2 separate regions of the Mus musculus genome follow, and region 1 is linked to region 2. Evidence: chromatin contacts called from public HiChIP or PLAC-seq data. All regions are on one chromosome and are shown on one strand. The core of a region is the stretch at or near the end of the contact, and the rest is flanking DNA. Distances in the headings are between cores, read along the strand shown. Region 1 holds the start of Snx25 (sorting nexin 25). Region 2 overlaps Snx25 (sorting nexin 25).

Region 1 (6,457 bases), core at 1,884-4,383, 74 kb before region 2:
TGTCCACCTGCTTTGTCTGGCATTTAAAAACGGCCATTTCTTCCTTATCTTCATTGGGAGTTCAGTCAGAAGCCACTCATTCCCACTTACATTTCTACAAGATGGTAAAGATTGCCTTAGGGCCTGTCAGAATGCACTAACAAAAATATATACGTGAGATTACTTTCATTTTTAATAGATTTTTAAAAAATTTATTATGACAGTACACTGTAGCTGTCTTCAGACACACCAGAAGAGGGCATCAGATCCCATTACAGATGGTTGTGAGCCACTATGCGAACTCAGAATCTCTGGAAGAGCAGTCAGTGCTCTTAACCGCTGAGCCATCTCTTAAGCGCCCAAGACATTATTTTTTAATTTTCTCTTTCAGCCCTTAAAGCTGATGGGACATGGGGGTTAGAGAGGTGGCTCAGCAGTCCAGAGCATTTGTTGCTTTTACAGATGACCCAGATTTGGTGCCCAGCACCTACACTGGGTGGCTTAAGTTCCCGGAGACTCGATGGCCTCCTCTGAACTCTGGCCTCGTGGCCACATACCAAGTGTACACACCTCCACTCAGGTCCACACACATACACATAAAATATATATAATAAACCTTCTCAAAGGAACTGTTAGGACCCTACAGTGACTACAGGAAAGGGATATTCCAACTCAGATTTAAGGGACTCCAGTTACAATGAGGCACTGATTTTGTGCCTCATTTTCTTCAATGCTTTCTGAGGTCAGTCACGCCCTTCTATCCCTTGGTGTTGCCTCACATCAGTGATCCTCCTGCCATACACACCAGAGCTGGCCTAGCAGTAAGAGAGTGTGTGCTCTGAGGCAGTTGTCAGACTGTGGGTGTGCACATCTCCAGCCCTGCATTACTCTTGGGAACCATACTTACTTCAGTTACAGAGTTGGCCTGCAGTAAACCTTAGGCCAGTTTCCCCTTGCTAATTACACTCACTCCGTTCATGCCAGGGCAACAAGTGTGCTTCTGTTCTCACAGAGCAACAACACTGGACATTCTAGAGCACGGCACACTGGTCTTAGACTCATGGGCTTATGAAACCCTGTTTTTGCTCCTTTGGAATGTGAAATGATAAAGCCATTGAGTTCTTCAGAAATGCTGTGGTACAGAAGTTAAGTGTTGAAACTGAAGGGAGTCTTATGTGGAGAGACACCAAATCCTAGTTCCAAGGTCTACTAGCTTTGCGATTGAGTCAAGTTCCTCTAGTGCCTCTATTTCTCCATCTGTCATCAGGCTCGACAGTATCTGTTGGGGTGGAGATGAAATGTCTAGAGCTTTTCTCTGTAATCACATTTGGTATGAGAAACTCATTATCTTCCTACGTTTTCTTAGCCCATATAAAAGAATGTGATGTTCTGTGAACACCAACTAATATTAAAAAGCGACAAGCTTGGGGTGGGAGAGATAGCTCCGTGGTGAAGAGCACTCAGTGGTCTTACAGCGGAGTCAGGTTCAGTTCCCAGCATCCACATGGTCACGCATAGCTGTTCCTACCTACAGTTCTGGGGACCCCATGTTCGTTTCTTGCTGAGAGCACCACATGCACACGGCACACAAACAAACACAGGCAAGCAAAGCGCTCGCATAAAATAAAATTTAAAAATCTTTTTAGAAATCCTTTTAGAAACATGAGAAACATACTTGTCTTTAAATAGTTATAAAAATAATTCACTTAAATACTACATTCTATTAGAATTAAATTTTAGGTATGCTTTTTAAATCTATGACTTCGTCTCCCACTTGAAATCCATATGCCATTGGGGAAATTTATTATGAAGACCTGGAATGAATACATGGGTGGATTGTTAATGTATACCTGTACCTTTTCTTGAATAATAACTTTTTTGTGTAATACTTTGTTTTAAGCAAGCAAGTAAGCAAGCACTTTATTCATGAGTATTGTGACTTTTTTCCTTTTTTTTGATGAAATGGCACAATACTTATTACAGATGGAACAACCCCTTTACAGAAAAAAACAAAACAAAACCAAAAACCCAGTGTAGCCACAATATATAACACTGCATTGTAACACCTATGTTACTTGTCTGCTACTCGGAGGGCACTACCCATCACCATATTAGCGAACACTGCAAACCTAGGCTGCACACCTTTGATTCCAGCACTCTGAAAGCAGAGGCAAGTAGATCTCTGGGGGGGTCCAGACTAGCCTGGTCCACATAGTGAGTTTCAGGATAGCCAGGTTTACACAGAGAGACCCTGTCACAAAACAAAATAGTACAAGTTAAAGAACCTGGACTTCTTCATCTCAGTGTCATGGGGGTGCTAGCTCCTTATCTGTCAAGCTTCTCTTATTTTCTTATTTCATTTTTTTTTTTTTTTTTGTCTTCTCTACTCTATCTCCTCTCCCAGTGTCTTCAGAAATCCTTCATTTCCATCATCCCTCTAAGACAGTCAACACCCTTTATGGGCTTTGGCAGCTCTGTTACAGTATTGAGCAGCATTTGGACATCTTTCATCTCAGCAAACATCGTCTGTAGACTACCGGCTGCAGTCAAGAGAGGAAAGGAAAATATGTTCTCTCAAAATTCTTTGAACCAGTTTCTTTTGCGTGGGTAACAGCTTTTGTACCGAGTAGTTGTTGGCAACAAAAACACAAAATCGGAGCCAAATCGATTGTGGCAGCTATGTACACTCTCTGGCACTGGGGAGTCTTTCCATAAGTAAGTGGGAACCACAGGCTTCGCTTGACTCCTCCAGGTTTGTCTTAGTCCCCTACCCTTGGGCAGTGGAGTGGGGTCCGTTGGAAGAAAGTAGTAAAAGAGAGGATCAGGGACAGTACGAGGTTAATCAGAGAGCTAGAGAACAAGGCTGGCGTCTGGTATGGGGCTGTAGGCAAGGCGAGGAGCGGAGAGACGAAAATAAGGGGGTACCTGAGCGGAGCTCAACGCAGGCTTCTGACACCTGCAGCAAAATTTTCCACGAACAGACGCGGTCCCCGGGGGGCGGGGGCGGGGCTCGGGAAGTAGCGGGGTCCACTGCGATTGGTCGCGCCCCTTTCCGGCCGCCCCCGCCCCGGGTGGGCGGGGCGACCCCGCCCCACTGTCACTCAGCCGCAGGTCCCGCCCCCGCCCCCGCGCGTCTCGAGCCCTTGGGGTTTCAGTCCCCCTCGCGGTCCCGCTACCTGGGCGCGCCCGGTCGGCGGGCAGCTGCGGGCCCGGCGCGGGGCGGCGGCACCGAGGCGGGAGGGGGGGCGCGGCGGTGTCTGTTGGAGCGGTTCCCGCTCAGGGCCGCCGGCGAGGGCATGAGCGCGGGCTGCCCTTGCCTCGCGAGCGGCGGCGGGAGCGGCGAGGCGGCGGGGCGCCGCGCACAGGCCACGGCCCGGGGCGGCGCCGGGGGGCTGCGGGCCGGGAGATGAGCCTGTCGCCAGCGGCCCAGGAAGCAGCATGCACCGCGATGCCACCGACAGCAGCGGCGCCCGCCGCGGCCCCACGTCCGCCGCAGACGCCTGCCGCGCTGCCCGGGGCTCCGCGGACCGGCCGCGGACGGCGGACGGCCCGGGCTGGGGCTGGCGGGGGCCCGCGGCCGTGGCCGCCCTGGCAGTGCTGGCGCTGTGCTGCCTGGTCCCAGGCTGGGGACCGGCGGCGGGCACGGGGCCGGGCGCCGTGCTGCTGCGCCTCAGCCTGTACCTGAGCTGCGCCGCGGCCGCCTTGCTGCTGGGGACACTGGTCTCGCTCGTCTGCTGGAGCCCGCGCGCCCAGCCGCCGGACTTCGTCTCTTCCTGGAGCCGGCTGGCGGCGACCGTCCGCTGTCCGCTGCGGGTGAGTACCGGTCTCGACTGCCTCGCGTGCCCGCGGCCTCGTGCGCGCGCAGACCCCGGGGGGCTCCGGCCGGGTGGCCCTCCGGCAGCCGAAGCCCGCGGAAGACTGGGCTGCGCGGGCTTGGTCACGCGCGCCGTTTTAGGCGCTGTAGTTAACTCATCCACCATCCTCTGCACAGAGAGATCCATCCAGGCGGGTCTCCGATGTTGAAGTGCAGTTGGTGAGTGCCGAGAAAAATCCGCTTACAGCACCCACGGGAGGCAGGCTTCGCATTCATCACTGATGCTCCTGTTTGGTTCTTCGATCTGTAGTGGTTGGGAGATAACTTTATGACGGCTTACAGAAGAGAAAACTTGGTTAGGTCACCCAGTCCGAGGGAGCTCACTCAATGGGCCCCGTGTACTTCATACCTGTAAGGTCCTGTCTTCCACCATGTTGGTTAAGTTGTCATGCAGCTCAGGTGGATGTCTATTTGAGGGGGTTGAGGGGGTGGCATGCTCACCAGGAACCACTGTCGTTTGTTAAGAGGAAAAGCTGTCCTCAGGCAGGTGTAGGACATCAGGGTTGTGGTTATGTTGCGGAACGTAGGAAAGAACTGGATTTTCAACGTGCTTTGCCCTCCTTCCTACCAACCCTGTTTGCCTTAAATCAAACTTTACCTCCAGTCTGTTTATAATAACCCTTTAAAAGGACCTTCATTTTACCGGACTTGGCTGATTGATATCTTCATAAAACTAAAATTGCCCGAGATCTTGGGAGCCAGAGCAATGGCAGTGGCTCAACTTCATAAAAACGTTTGTTAGAGTGACTGCTGTCCCCAGAGTTTCTATTTGCTTATGGCATGAACCGTTTATTACTTTCTGGAAGAGCTTCCTACTTTTCAAAATGACTTTCCAGAGCCTGTCACTTCAGAATGGCATCCTCACTCATTAGACTCAGGAAACACAGCGGCAGTCTCAAAAGAATAGCAATGCCTGTTCCGCTTAGAAACTTTGATTTGGCTAAACATTTGTGACTATCGTTTGCATTTTAGAGTTGGTGGGTAGATGTGTTCTTCCTTCTATTCTTTTCTCAGTTCTAATAAGTAAGGGTCCTAAAAGTTTACCAGTTAGGTTTTAGACCTATATAAGGCACACCACAGTTTAAATATTATACATACAAACATATACTAAGTTCAGTATAAATTTATTGAGCATCTTTTATAAACTAACTCTTACATGTTTTTGAAGTTTGGGTTGAATTAGCAAGCCACGTAAAAGTCCTAGTCAATGCAGATTATATTCCTGTGAGGAGCCAGACAAGAAATAAGATAATTTTGGATGGAGTTTATAAAACAAAAATGAAACTAAGAGCTGAGTAGTTGTGCATGAATGTAGGTGAAGGAAAGGAGTGCAAATGGTGGGCCAGGTTCACAGTTGTGATATTATCATTTACCTGTCAGGTCCCCAACCACCTCACTGCAGGGATTGCCTCTTGGTTTCCTTCAGGGCGTACACCATCACACCTGGTTTGTTTCTGAGTAAGGGGAAATTTAAATTGTCATCCAGGAAAATGATTTTGCAAATGATTTAGGGGAAAAAAAGTCCAGCAAGTGTAAACCTGATTTCAGGTTATAGAAGGGGTACATTTTAACCTGGGGAAAGGTATTACTGGCTATCCCATTTCAACTCAAATCCTGGTGACAGCTTTACCTAAGATCATCAGGAAGCTACTTTCTAAGTTGCAGATCAAAAATTGAAGGTCGGGCTGGCAAGATGGCTCAGCGGGTAAGAGCACTGACTGCTCTTCCAAAGGTCGTGAGTTCAAATCTCACAACCACATGGTGGCTCACAACCACCCGTAATGAGATCGGACGCCCTCTTCTGGTGCGTCTGAAGATAGCGACAGTGTACTTACATATAATAGTAAATAAATAAATCTTTGGGCCAGAGTGAGCAGGGACTGAGCAAGCGGGGCTGTCTGGAGGGAGCAGAAATCCTAAATGCAACCCCCAACAACCACATGAAGGCTCACAACCATCTGTACAGCTACAGTGTGCTCACATACATAAAATAAATAGATAAATCTTTTAAAAAAAATTGAAGGACATGTTAGTCGCAGAATATTCAGGTTTTCTTACAGGCGATGCTTACTCCAGCCCCACCGTTTGCTGTTATTTGCATTAACTCAGGTTTTTAAGTGAGTGTTATCTTTATGAATGGAAGGCTGGGAGGCAGAGACATGTGGTGTAGTGTAAGATATCTGGGAGTTCCGTGGGAGTAGACTAGAAACTGGACCACACAGGTCATCCACCATATGTGGAACAGGAGGCTGGCTAGCAGTCAGCCAAATGGAGACAGCCGAGCAGTGAATACTACAGAAATTCAGATTCAGAATTTAAAAATGCTCTGTACTTCTCTAGTGCCCTTCCAAGGCTTTACATACGGGCTGGATAAAAATCCTTTTCTATCCCTTCTCTCCCACCTTCTCTCCCTCTTTGGTTTCCTTCGGTGGAGGAAAAAAAAAAAAAACCAAACCTGCACACATTGCTAACGGTAGATAAAGACTTGTTTTTTGTTTTTGTTTTTTTGGAGGCAGAAGCTTGCTATATAGGCCAGACTAGCCTTGAACTCTCTCTCTCTCTTTTTAAAGAATACTTTTAAAAAAATGTATATGTGGTGTCTGC
Region 2 (6,493 bases), core at 395-2,894:
TGCTGAAAATAGCATTTTCTTCCTATTGAACAGTTTCTTTCTCTCTTTTAAAATCAGGTATCAAATTGTAGTGGAGATAATCCAAGCAACTACAATCAGCAGCTTTCCCCAGCTGAAGAGACACAAGGGTAAGAAGCGGTTTGTTTTCTCCCAGTGCGTGTGTGAAAGGCCCTCAGTCTGCCCGAGTCGGCTCCTGTCGAGTGTGGAACATTGGGCTGACTTATATCTAAAAACTTTAAATCTATTAAAACAATGCTCTGATACATTGGTTCTCAACCTTCCTAATGCTGCACCCCTTAAGTACAGTTCCTCATGTTGTGGTGACCCTCAAACATAAAATTATTTTTGGTACTGCTTCATATGTAATTTTGCTACTGTTAATGAATATAAATATCTGATATGCTGGATGCCTGATATGCAACCCTTGTAAAAGGGTCATTCAACCCTCAAAGGGATTGAGACCCACAGGTCTAGTATCATTAAAGAAAGTAAAATTAATCTTATCCTGACAAATATGTGTACTTTCTTTCTATGTGTGTGTTCATGTGTGTGTGTGTGTGTGTGTATGTGCATATTCCTGTTGAGGTTAGAGGACACATTTGAGCATCAGTAGGTGCTTTCTGCATTTCAAGGCATGGTAAAGGTAGATAGGGCTTTTACCTGTCCTGGAACTTACCAAGTATGCTGACTGGTTGGCCAGCATGGCCCCAGGACCCACCTGCCTTTGCTCTGATAGTGATGGGATTGCAAGTCCACACCACCACCCCATTGTGTGTCCAGTGATCCCAGTAGGTTAGTGTTTTCTTGGTTCATGTGGTCTTGTTTATCAGGTAAGTGGATTGGTAAGATTTTTCTCTTTTTATACTGTGTTTTAGGTTTTTGAAGAGCAGATATGTGTGCTCCATCATTTTGCCTGTATGTTTATCTTCAGATGAAGTAGGTTCTACCGGAGCTTAACCTGGGAAGGGATGGGTTAGGAGGATGGCTTTCAGCTCCTTATAGCTTGCCTGCTGCGCCCACATTTCCCCCAGTTGTGCAGTTGGAGGACATGTTCATACCTACAGCCCAGAATTTGCTCTACACAGGGAAACCTCATTTTCATCTGGAAGAGTGGACTTCTGAAAACCCCCCAGATCTGCTCAAATCCCTGCCAGGTAGCAGTGTGCTAAAAGAACAAGAAGCTTGGCTTGCATACTTGGACTTGTTCCCTCCAGTCACTCACAGAATGTAGGAGTGCTGTGTAAAGGAAGCAGGAAAGTGCAGATGAGGAAGTGCACAGGTTCCTGACCTCAGCCCCTAAGGAAGACCACACATCCATAGTGAAAGTTTTGCTGAGTACCCCTCGGTGATAACAGTTCAGAAGGGAAGCAAGTCTCTCACCTAGCTGGGAAGTCAAACGCTAAAAGCTGCAAATATCCGAAGAGCGGGTCCGTGCTTTGGAGAGCAGTGTGTCTGTGTGGAGGGTAAGTCGGGTGGTAGGGGATCTAGCTAGAGCAGAGGCTGGTTTTAACTTCAGCAGTAGCACGAAAGGCCTCAGGGTCAGCTGTGGGCATTGACCAGGGACTTGAGAGTGCCCTCTGAGCAGAGGACATGGAGCTCGGAGGTCTGTTTGAGGAAGCTGCTGTTGATGGAAAGAGACAGGCTGCAGGAAAACAGCCAGGCGTGAGCTTACAAAGGGCTTTGCTGTGCTGGAGAGACTCGGCCTTTACTCTGAAAGAGGAGGAAGTCTTGCCTTTAAAACCTGTGATGATGGAACTTGTAAGGAGATTGGTTGTGTTCCTTATTCTCGTTGTTCCGTCAGGGAAGGTGCTTCACTCCAGACAGTTTGACAGATGTTTTAAAGAATGTACTAGATGTGGTCTTTCTCATCACCCCTATCTTTTCTGTGAATTCCTTGTTGCTATAAGTTGAGTCAAGAAAGCTCCCTTCTCATTGGGTTATAGTTCCAAGTTATACTGTTGAGAGCAGCAGATGAAAGCTCTCCCCATTTGCTCCATGACATCCTAGTTGGAAATTAGCTTTCTGTCCAAAGTATATATCCATGTTTTATATGTTACCTACTTGCTAGTCACTTAGTAGCTGCCTTAGCTGCTTAGCTACTTACAATGACAATGCATTTGTTCATGTAACTTTAAAAAAAAGATTTATTTTTAACTCAGAAGACCAAAAGTCAGTACAGTGTAACATAAATCTTCAGATATAGTAAATTTGAGTTCTTTTGGGGGGAGCTTTTTTTAATTTTAATTTTATTATTTTACCTCACCCATTGAGGCCAGACAAGGCAGCCCAACTCTTACTTAAGAATGGATGTCAGGCACAAGAGTAACAATGGTGGCAGTTTTAGTACAATGTTTTGTTTTACTGTATCTAGTTCACTATTGTAGTTAGTCTTTCTTTGCCTAGCATTTAAATTAATTCCTATAATTGTTTGACAAAAGAAATATATATAAATAAGTTTTGGTATTGTGTGAGTCTTTAGAAATCCCCTGGGGTCTTAGAAGATACTCATCACAGATAAAGGCTATGGTAGGTGGCTGTCTTCTCCCTATGTTTTACATTGTCCTTCTTGTTCTCCTTTCTTGTCTAAATCCCCTGTTATTATAACCAATCATAGTGGATTAGAGCCCAACTTGATGCTGTGTGGTGCCTTAATTCAAAGGCAACAACAAACAGTAAATTTACCTTCAAAAATGAAAAACTTAGTGTAGCAAAAAGGAAATGAAAAGAAACAGTCCATGGACCTGCACACTTTAACCCCAGGCAGAGGCAGGGGATCTCCTGAGCCTGAGGCCAGCAGGGTCTATGTTGAGAGTTCTACACTAGTCAGGGATACATAGCCAGACCCTGCCTCAGAGAGGGAGGGGGAAGGGGAGGGGAGAGGGAGAAGAGGAGGGAAGGGGAGAATAAAAGAGGAAAAGACAACAAGAGAAAGAGGAAGAAGAAGAAGGAGGAGGAGAAGAGGAAGAGGAAGAAGAAGGAGGAGAAGAGGAAGAAGAAGAGGAGGAGGAGAAGGAGGAAGAGGAAGAAGGAGGAGGAGGAGGAAGAGGAGGGGCTGGAGAGATGGCTCAGTGGTTAAGAGCACTGGCTGCCCTTCCAGAGGTGCTGAGTTCAAATCCCAGCAACCACATGGTGGCTCACAACCATCTGCAGTGAGATCTGACACCCTCTTCTGGTATGTCTGAAGACAGCTACAGTGTACTTACATTATAATAAATAAATAAATAAATATATAAATAAATAAATAAATAAATATTTAAAAAAGAAGAAGAAGGAGAAGGAGAAGGAGGAGGAGAATTCAGAATGAAAGACAAAGGTTCACTGGTCCTAAGTCTGAGAAGAAGCTTATATCCCTAACATCCACAAACCACTTACAACATAGTCATCAAAACACAAATAACCCAACAGAAAAATATGTACAGTGTTTGAGTGGGTATCTCTACAGAGATGTACAAATGGCCAAGAGGCTTGTGAAAGTAGTATCATTATACAGGAGCGGAATGCTGCTCAACACTAGCATGAGATTATAGGCGTACCTCCTGCAGTGACTAAAGTGACATGAGACAGCCACAGACACATCAGTGAGGTCATAGAGTCCTCATGCAGTCCCTCTGCGTACAGAAAGTGAGGACAGTTGCCAGTTAGTAGAAGGTTTTTATGGTAGAATTACCCTGTGACCCATATTTTCTATTCCTAGCTGTACACTGGAGGAAAAGTGAGCTTATATCTTCACAAAATGTCTATATTAATATCCATAGTACCATTTTTTAAAACACATAAAAAACAGTTAACTTGTGTGGCCAGCAACAGTAGATAAAGTGTGATATATTCATATAACTGAATATTATTCAGCAGTGAATAGTAATGAACTTTGAAGGTATATTATAAAAGAAGCCAGATACAAAAGGCCCCACATTATATGATTCTGTTCACATGAGATGTGTACAACAAGCAGATCTGCGGACAGTAGAACAGTGAGTCTTAGTTCCAAGGGAGTGGCTTGAGATGCAGGAAAGTGAGGGCACATAGAAAACATTCCACATTATGCCAGCTGTACCTGAATTTATAGTTTAAATAACCATTCAGTTGTATATAATGAAAATAAATGGGGGAAATGTATCATGTATGAATTATGATTCAATAATACTGTGTTAGAAATAGAGTGGGTGTAGCCTGAAGCTTCGCAATAAAGCTGTCTTAAGCAGGGCTGGCCTATTCCATAGAGGATACTAAGGGAAGTCAGAAGTCCCAGTCCTTGTCCAGCGACTAAGCACTAAGCACGTAGGAGTGGCTAGCAGGGCCATGTCTCACGACAGCTCTTGGTTCAAGGGTTTCTCCTTTAAGTTTTGGTCTCTGTTCTGACTTCATCCACCTGCTTTGTCCAGCTTGGCTTTTAAGCAGAGGCTCTTCTTGAACCTGAAGGCTCTATGCTTCAGCTTCCTCAGAACTGGCTTGATTATATTGAGGTGAGAGTTCAGGAATTGATCTCCCAAGCCGAGGGAGCTTCATGGCGCACATGGGAGCTGGAGCAGGAGTCCATTGAACGCAGGCAGAGCCCTGAAGCCTTAAAGGCTAGGGAGACCCTTCCAGCCCTTAAGCAGGGACGAGTGCCTAGATGTAAGAGTGTATCAGCAGGGCCTCAGAGAAGAGGCCCGTGAATAGAAGTCATGCTTGGCTTATGAGTATGAAAATTACATTGTGTGTGACGAGAAAGACAGCATTCTAGCAAACTTAGACTAGTGAACAGTTTGGTTCTGGATTCTTTTACTCGGCAAGCTTTCTTGCCCCAGACTTTGTTCACTCAAGTAATGGGCACATACATGCTGTTTGGATATGCTTCTCCACTGCTCACCTTAAGCACTTGTTGGTCTTAGAACTGGAGGAGGTTGGCGAGCTCTGGCCAAGTTCCAGGAACTGTCTCCAGTAGTCATACTCTTTGCCTGTTGGGTAGTATCGGACATTGTTGACTGCTTGTGCAATTCTCTTCAGAGGTCATGGCAGTGTATAAATCTGTACAGGTCTTGTGATACCACTCAAACTATTTCAAACGCTCTGTTGTTTTCTCCTTGTCTGACATAAACATCCGTTCTGCTTCCTGCCTTAAGACCCCACTGCACTCCAGCCACTGGACTTCCTTGCCCAAGCTCAAATTGTCCTATCTAAAGTTATTCACACTCCTTCTTTTTCATCTGCTGCTGTCTTACTTTATCACTCTGCCATCAAAGCTGTTGTACTTAATATCTAATGTCTTCTCTGAGCCCAATGCGATTTCCTAGACTCTGGGTAGTTAGGAGAGCCCTTGAGAACTGTGATGCTTCAGATCAGCAGAGAATGCCTAGGGACCACTAGGAATGGGTCTTCTTTACTCAGCAGACCTGTCTGTTGTATGAGAGGTACAGCCATGATTGGTACAGCAATGGATAAAACTGACCCTGAACTAAAGGAGGTCATAGTCTACTGATGAATGTGCAATACTTACAACTTCCCCAATGTGTGGAATGGTCAACCTGGAGTAGAGGTTAAAAAATAATGTCCCTAAAGAGTAGCACTACATGGAGTCATAGAGGTTGAGCACTGTCAGTCCCGTTGGTCATATAAGGTAGTAATGGGTCGATGGCTGCACATGCACACGGTCAAAGGCAGTAGTGAGATAGCCTTAGTGTTTAGTCTGTGTTAGTGAACGCTGTGTGGTGCTTGGCGTGCAGTGGAGAGGCAAGGCTCAATAGGTAGACAAGCTTAATCCTATAGAGCCACAGTTTCAAATGACAGTCTATAGCCCACGTTCACCTGGAGGACTTTGTGATACTCAGGTATCCTCCTCCAGAATTCCTGGCCCTGCAGACCGGTTTGAGTCCCAGGAGGCAGCACGCTCCTGTGTCTCGCAGTTGCTGCCACTGCTGCTGCTACTTATAAGGACCCTATACCCTGAGAAGCATCGCTGTATTTAGAACAGAGGAATCTGCACATTCGGGTCTGCAGCTTAATGCCCAGCCTTAGCTTTCTATTTATGTTTAGCAATATCAGCCAAAGTACTGGAGAATTTTTTTTTTTAGACTCTGAGGTCCAAATGTCAGTGTTCTTTCTAGTAGAGATGGGACACTTGGAGAAATATGCCCAGCATTGTCAGCTGCTGTTAGTAATTTTCCCTCTGCTGTTCTGAATCCTGAAATGTTTATAATTGCTTTGGAAATGTATCATGTGCACTTTGGAACACTAAACAGAAGGAAGTTCTCCCAGCTTCAGTACATGAGGCTCTCAGGGGAGGAAATGTCAGCTTCAGGCACCTTAGGATGAGGCTGCACTAGGTCCGTGGGCTCTGTTGTCTCCACTGTGCAGTATGTGGCCTTGCTGTTGACCTGCTATGGTTTCTACTTCTTCCACAAGTATAATCTCCATGGCAGTAGAGTGACACTTGAGACTCTGACATCTTAGGTGGTAGGTTTGATAAGGTAAGCCTGTTTGCTCTTTATTCAAAAAGTACATAGCTCAAGTTGAA

The links. HiChIP or PLAC-seq counts read pairs in DNA pulled down with a chosen protein or histone mark.
Region 1: an H3K27ac HiChIP or PLAC-seq map of microglia shows a contact between it and region 2, with 5 times the contacts expected there. The contact joins the promoter of Snx25 here to the enhancer-like site in region 2. A contact is called at or near these places in 3 of 39 promoter capture datasets (the 3T3-L1 cell line and hippocampal neurons), 5 of 484 Hi-C or Micro-C datasets (embryonic fibroblasts, muscle stem cells, myocytes and 2 more), 5 of 115 datasets of contacts at active chromatin or transcription factors (the SCID.adh cell line, bone marrow-derived macrophages, hepatocytes and 1 more) and 2 of 9 other capture datasets (adipose tissue and liver).

What each region holds. Positions count from the first base shown.
Region 1 is chr8:46,149,117-46,155,573 of GRCm38.p6, reverse strand. Snx25 (sorting nexin 25) reads left to right here and starts at 3,133. Exons shown (of 19, transcript NM_001372342.1): 1 at 3,133-3,792. The coding sequence starts at 3,418.
Region 2 is chr8:46,073,857-46,080,349 of GRCm38.p6, reverse strand. It overlaps Snx25 (sorting nexin 25), which reads left to right. Exons shown (of 19, transcript NM_001372342.1): 6 at 58-128. Among named protein-coding and RNA genes, the nearest start is that of Lrp2bp, 67 kb to the right of the region's middle. Within about 2 kb of position 1,644, at least 7 of the 459 cell types and tissues checked have an H3K27ac peak or open chromatin away from gene starts, as enhancers often do. A contact at or near this core is called in bone marrow-derived macrophages and microglia, where this site is marked.